2 separate regions of the Danio rerio genome follow, and region 2 is linked to region 1. Evidence: chromatin contacts called from public HiChIP or PLAC-seq data. All regions are on one chromosome and are shown on one strand. The core of a region is the stretch at or near the end of the contact, and the rest is flanking DNA. Distances in the headings are between cores, read along the strand shown. Region 1 holds the start of mmgt1 (membrane magnesium transporter 1). Region 2 holds the start of si:dkeyp-11e3.1.

The links. HiChIP or PLAC-seq counts read pairs in DNA pulled down with a chosen protein or histone mark.
Region 2: an H3K4me3 HiChIP or PLAC-seq map of gastrula embryo shows a contact between it and region 1, with 4 times the contacts expected there. The contact joins the promoter of si:dkeyp-11e3.1 here to the promoter of mmgt1 in region 1. A contact is called at or near these places in 2 of 4 datasets of contacts at active chromatin or transcription factors (embryo and gastrula embryo).

What each region holds. Positions count from the first base shown.
Region 1 is chr14:36,126,428-36,129,300 of GRCz12tu, forward strand. mmgt1 (membrane magnesium transporter 1) reads right to left here and starts at 1,591. Exons shown (of 4, transcript NM_205599.1): 1 at 1,459-1,591; 2 at 106-158; 3 at 1-12. The coding sequence starts at 1,537. slc9a6a (solute carrier family 9 member A6a) reads left to right here and starts at 2,369. Exons shown (of 16, transcript NM_001098256.2): 1 at 2,369-2,771. The coding sequence starts at 2,483.
Region 2 is chr14:36,274,695-36,277,865 of GRCz12tu, forward strand. It overlaps si:dkeyp-11e3.1, which reads left to right and starts at 1,534. Exons shown (of 4, transcript NM_001386249.1): 1 at 1,534-1,718; 2 at 2,972-3,148. The coding sequence starts at 2,986. It overlaps adgrg4a (adhesion G protein-coupled receptor G4a), which reads left to right. Exons shown (of 27, transcript XM_021481193.3): 26 at 121-222; 27 at 430-1,076. The coding sequence ends at 587.

The DNA.
Region 1 (2,873 bases), core at 341-2,840:
CTGTAACACTATCTGCAAACACAACACAAGAGAAGCTGACTTGAGGAGGAGAACGACAAATCAATGTGATTTAGTATGAGAAGCGTTTTCTGTTTCGCAACTTACATCTATTGGTAATGTTTCGTTCTCCTTTTCTGTCAGTCTCATGTAGGATCGGTCTGGAAGAAAGAAACAAAGAGGTGTGACTGATAGCAAAACAGCAGCATAGCACCGTTGTAGCAAGTAGCATGATACCAACATTCATATACATTACTGGATATAAAGTCGGTTTTATATTCGGATATTCAGACATTCTTCTAAATAAAACATTTTCAGAAGTTTTTTTTTTGCAAATTCTAAAAAGAGAAATCATATTAGCAGGAAATGACTATCAAAGTGCAACATTGTTCACAGTGAATTAGATAGTGTTAATGTTGTTTATAAGTCATACTTGCATGCTAATTCCGATCGAATATTCAAAGTAACATGGTAAACAATGTAGAGACTGCTAATAAACGAATGTGCAATATAAAACCAATTTCACCTCTATCATTTATGGTACAGCCTGTTATATAATAGTAATGTGGACTGTTAAATAATGGTACTTATTTATCTTGTAAAACAGACCAGTGTAAACAACAAACATGCTTCATTATGAATGCCAGGCTAGTAATTGGAGATTTTACTTTGTAAGGCAGTCTCTAAAAAATGATATCGTTTCAATTATGTTACTTTTTATTGTGTTTTAAAAGATAATAAGACAGATAATTGTCAATTCTACGGGTCAGATACGCACAGATAAGACGAGTCTCTGTTCAATGAGTCGAGCAATGAGCCGAGCTATCGTGAACGTACAGAAACTGTCAAAGATTCAAAAACAATCGACTCAAATGAATCAATCGGACATCACCACGGCAAAAATAGCAGATGAAGCATTATTTGGAAAGAAAACAAATGCCGGTTGGGAGTTACTTGTGAATTAATGATACCTCACAAGAAATGTTAACAAACACGCTGTCTTTGTGGGTGTAGTTTGAATATGGTAATGTAACATAGCAAAGAGAATCAGGATACAATCTGAAATACAATTCATACTGCGTAACGTAATATTAAACGCATCGACAAACATTGGCACGATCTGATCGTTCACAAGTCTCAATCCGACAGACATGATCAGTGGTTTAAGCTAGAAGAGAACTTCTTTAGCGTTCATTGTGCTGTTATAAAGGTTGTGTCTCACAACCTAGCGAGCTGCCTACCTAGACAGCATTTTCGGGCAGACTACACGAGTGCGAGCGCACTCCAAAATGCTGTCTAGATAGTGAGCTCTGCAGTTTGAGTGCAGCTGGAGCTGTCATGAGCTCTGCAGAGAGAGAGAGAGAGAGAGGCCGCATCGCCGCCAGAGCACAATCAGCCCCGGCTACTCAGCAACAGAACAGTCTGTCCTCAACCTCCAGTTTCTGGATCAACAATACTTACGCTGTGCCGCTGAAAAAGCCGCGTGTGCCAAGGCGAATAGTCCTATACCGACAACACCTTTCCAGAAGGACGAGGCCATTTTCACTCGAGCACAACCGATCGAGCCAGTGGCGAGGCGCGTGAAGCACTCGTCAATGAGCGCTGCGTCATCACCGCCGCCGCACTAATCGCACTTCCGGTGGCCCACTGCCGCTTTAAAACGCAATTAAACCTGATTTAAACAGAACGCAGAAATAACTAACTGTGTAGACTTTCCAAGATGAATTTAACTGTTTTACAATAAAATATAATGTTAAAAAAGTCATGTTTCATGTGCTAATACAAACATTTATTTCCCCTTCAGTTTGAAACATGCAGTTTGTAGTTTCTAAAAAAAAATAACGTATAATATATTTGATTTCAGCTATGATTTAAACAACACAATAAAAAACTAAATAAAACACTCTTGTTTTAGTGTAAATTAAATAATACACTCCCATAGTTTTTATAAATATTTTGGATTTGTTTTTATGGTTTTTTATTACGTTTTTATGTATTTTTTTGCGTTCTATAACGGTAATTTTTTCACTTTTTTAAATTGCCATTTATATTTAATTGTGTTTTAGTTCAGTTTTAGTTTTATATTGATTTCAAAATGATATTTTGTTTTGCGTAAACTTTGACAGCAAATTCGACGTTTCCAGCTTTCATTTTTCACATTTTTTTAATATTAAGTATTTGTTGTATATTAAACAAGTTGTCTTTCTTATAAAAAACTAAAAATGAATTTTAATTTTGTTCGACAACAGTGACGATGCAGATAAATGTTAAACTTCTGCGCACCGTTTGTCCACCGATGACCGGCACGAACACATTTTGCTACGTTTTCACGTGACGTCAGTTCAGTGGGCGGGGCGTCGTCGCGAATCAGGAACAATCTCCAAGAGCCTATGCTGGTATCGGCTAAAGCCCCAGCCGATGTACAGCGATCGTAAACATCGCGCCTTCACCTTCTTACACCTTTACACCCAAAAGAAATGCAAACATGGGCTCTACAAGTGAAATGAAGGCAGTCGCGATGCGTGTCTGGAGAAGACTGCCCGTACATGTGTTTGTTTTGGCGAGTTCCCTCTGCCTGTGCCAGTGCGGAGCTGAAGAAGACAGCGCGATGGAGAATATCGTGACAGAGAAGAAAGCTGAAGAAAGCCACAGACAGGACAGCGCCGACCTTCTCATCTTCATCATGCTCCTCACCCTCACCATCCTCACCATATGGCTGTTCAAGCACCGCCGCTTCAGGTTTCTGCACGAGACTGGACTGGCGATGATATACGGTGAGAGGAAAGGCGTGATCGTCTGCATCTCTGCCCGCTCATTTGATGAAGTGTGCCGTGAACAGCGTCTTTTCCTATATAATAGCAACAGCTGCATGAGAT
Region 2 (3,171 bases), core at 284-2,783, 150 kb after region 1:
TATGGCACATTTAAGCATTTTTTTTTTTTTGATGTTTTAGAATGTCCCAGAATACTGGATAGATTAAACAAACCATAGCAAAAATGAAAGATCTATAGACAAATGTTTTATGTATTTCAGGTTTCTTTATCTTCCTGTTTTATTGCTTGATGAAAGACAATGTTAGAAAGCAGTGGAGGATGCATCTCTGCTGTGGAAGATTCAGAGAGTCTGAATATTCAGGTTTGGCTCACATAAACAACTAAATCTATTCTTTAACTATAATCAATAAATACAACTAAGAGAAATATTCTGATAGTAATTCTTCTTTTTACAAAAACCCACATAACGGCAAGAAATACAAAGAAGTGATCTTTAAAAATGTACTCAACAAGTGAACTTTTCCTATTTACAGTTAAAAAGATATATAAATGTACTCTTTTTTAATAGACTGGAGCCGTTCTGTGCCAAAGGGGGACAAAGGGAAAGGTGGTCTACAAGTCTCATCATCCATGAAGTCAGAAATTACCAGTGAAAGGAAGATCTCGGATACCTCAAACACAGGGACCAGCAATGATGACTTCCTGAAACAAGAGAGTAAACAATGAAAAAAATCAGAAGATTCATTTTTTTCTTTTGTAGTGATCTTAAATGAAGCCTTTGAAAAACTTCTACAGGAATTTCTAGAAAGCTCCTTGTTTCATTGATTTAAATCTGTCTCACTAATTATTTATTTATTTCTTCCAGCCAGGGAGATTAAATAAAGGCATAGTTCACCTAAAAATGAAAATGATGCCAACACTTACTCTCTCTTTACTTGTTTCAAACTGTTATGAGTTTCTTTTTTCTGTTGAACGCAAATGAAGATATTTTAAAGAAAACTGGAAACCTGTAACCATTGACTTTCATAGTAGGAAAAACTATGGAAAATTATAGCATTCTTCAAAATATCGTCTTACTCATAAAGGTTTGCAAACACTTGAGAGTGAGTAAATAATGAGTACATTTTCATTTTTGGGTGAACTATTCCTTTAAGAAGGTTATGTTATGTAATGTATGTAATGGAGTGTCATTTCAGTAATGCATTATCCATTTGTAAAAAAATATAAATAAATTATAAGTAAATACATAAAATATATACTTACTTATATATAGTTTAACAATGAAATAGCTTGATAAAAAAATTCTTGCTTTAGACTATCAGTATTAAAAAAAATTAGCAGGTTTTTTTCTGCCAGCGGTAATGAGAAGTGCTATAAAATTCAGATGTTTTGTACATAATATGCTACGTTAAGAGGGTTTTGGTTAATCCATCTGCATACTTTATATCAAGTTTGTTTGTCTTTGCTTACAGAATATTTATTAGATAGATACATTTGCAAACAAAATGACTGAAAACATTTTAGTCTGATCCGCAGTGTCAACGGTGAAAGGAAATAAAACAACATGTCCTAAAAACATTAGTTTTGTCAGTGTCTTTTTCCTGTGGAGTCGACAGTTAAACTCGTTCAGTCACATTCTACTCATACTGGTTAAAGTTCAGAGATTGACGCCCCGCGTTTAAGAGCAAAACGTGTCGCAGTTTAGTCGCCTGATCAGTTTAACTTCTGCTCAAAGAGAAACGATTTAACTGGTTTACCTGCAGCATGTTTACGTGGCGGATGTTACCTTTACTTTATCACTGTGATTCATCGGGTTGCAGCGATTAAAACGAGCAAGATCTCACATTTTTTGATACGGTGAGTATAAAAAAGTGGAGGCTATTTTCTGCAATCATTTCATTTTAAAATAACTGCAACATAAATGTAACGTTTCACCTTTTATATTTTACGTCTGAAAACATGCGTTTGTGGGTTTTAATATTATGCCAATTTCTAAGATTTCTTAATGAACTGAACTGCCGCATTGTTAACTAAATATTGCATTTAATACTGATTTAAATATATGTGTTTAATTATATAAATTACTATACCTTTAAATGTTGCATTTGTTGACTAATGTTGAATACTGTCAGAAAACTATCGTCGATCAAGGAGTCAAGAAAAGAACATATTTTAAATAATCTATTATACTATTTGCATTTATGTTATTAGAAAAAACTTAGACAATTCTTTGCATTTTCCAGAAATAAGTTTTAAACATAATTTACATAATTTGATAAATAACATATAGGCTACCTGCAAGTGATACAGGCGTAATCTTTTATTCATTAATAGCACATGATGTTTTCAAAAACTTATTTTCAAAAAGGAAGTTTCAAGTGCTATAGTTGAATCTATTTCATATTGTAGTATTGACTTATACAAGGAGCAATACATTTGTTACAATATTTATTCAGCTTTGGTAGTGTTATAATACAGCTTTTTATCTTCGTTTTATGTTAGCTCAGGCAAATAAAAAAACTATTTTAATAATGTAGTAGACGCTCAATATCCGTTGAAATTAGTCAATGCTTCCAACCTTTTATTAATTAACTGATAATGGTAACTATATATTCCATAATTCAGATTTTCACAGTAATGCTGTAGAAAATTATCCTTAAAAAGACTTTAAGAAAATTGTTCACAGTTATTTGTTTTTTAGTGTGAAGAACATTTAATTATCTATTTTGTTTTTATGTTACTTAAACTTAATTTAATAATTTAATCAGGTAGCTATACAAAGTTGAACTAAATATTTGCTAGTCTGCTTGACTGATATAAGTTTAAATAACAAGAAAAGCCTAACTAAAAAAAAAAAATAAGACAGCAATATATGATTTACAGTGTTTGGTGAAAATGTGGAGTATAAAGGTTCTTCAAGGAACCATTGATTCAGCTAAATTCTAATGATTAAATGCAGAACATAATACAGTCTGTGCTATTCTTATCCTTTCATTTATCAACCCCATACAAAAAACATCATAAAATGATGGGATGCTATTGCAATTTTACATTAAAAAACATAAAGTCATCACACATGATGAGCAATGTATGCTACACCATTCCTGCAGTATCTAGATTAGTGATGGAGGAGGATCTAATGAACCCAGTGGCTAAGAAAACTAAGGAGCAGTCCGGTAGTGTCCTTCTCACCTACTTCCAAGGAGACATCAACAGCATGGTGGATGAGCATTTCTCCCGGGCTCTGAGTCAAGCGGTGAAACCAAAGGAAAAGTCTGCTCAGACAAGTAACAGTTCTTTAACAGTATTC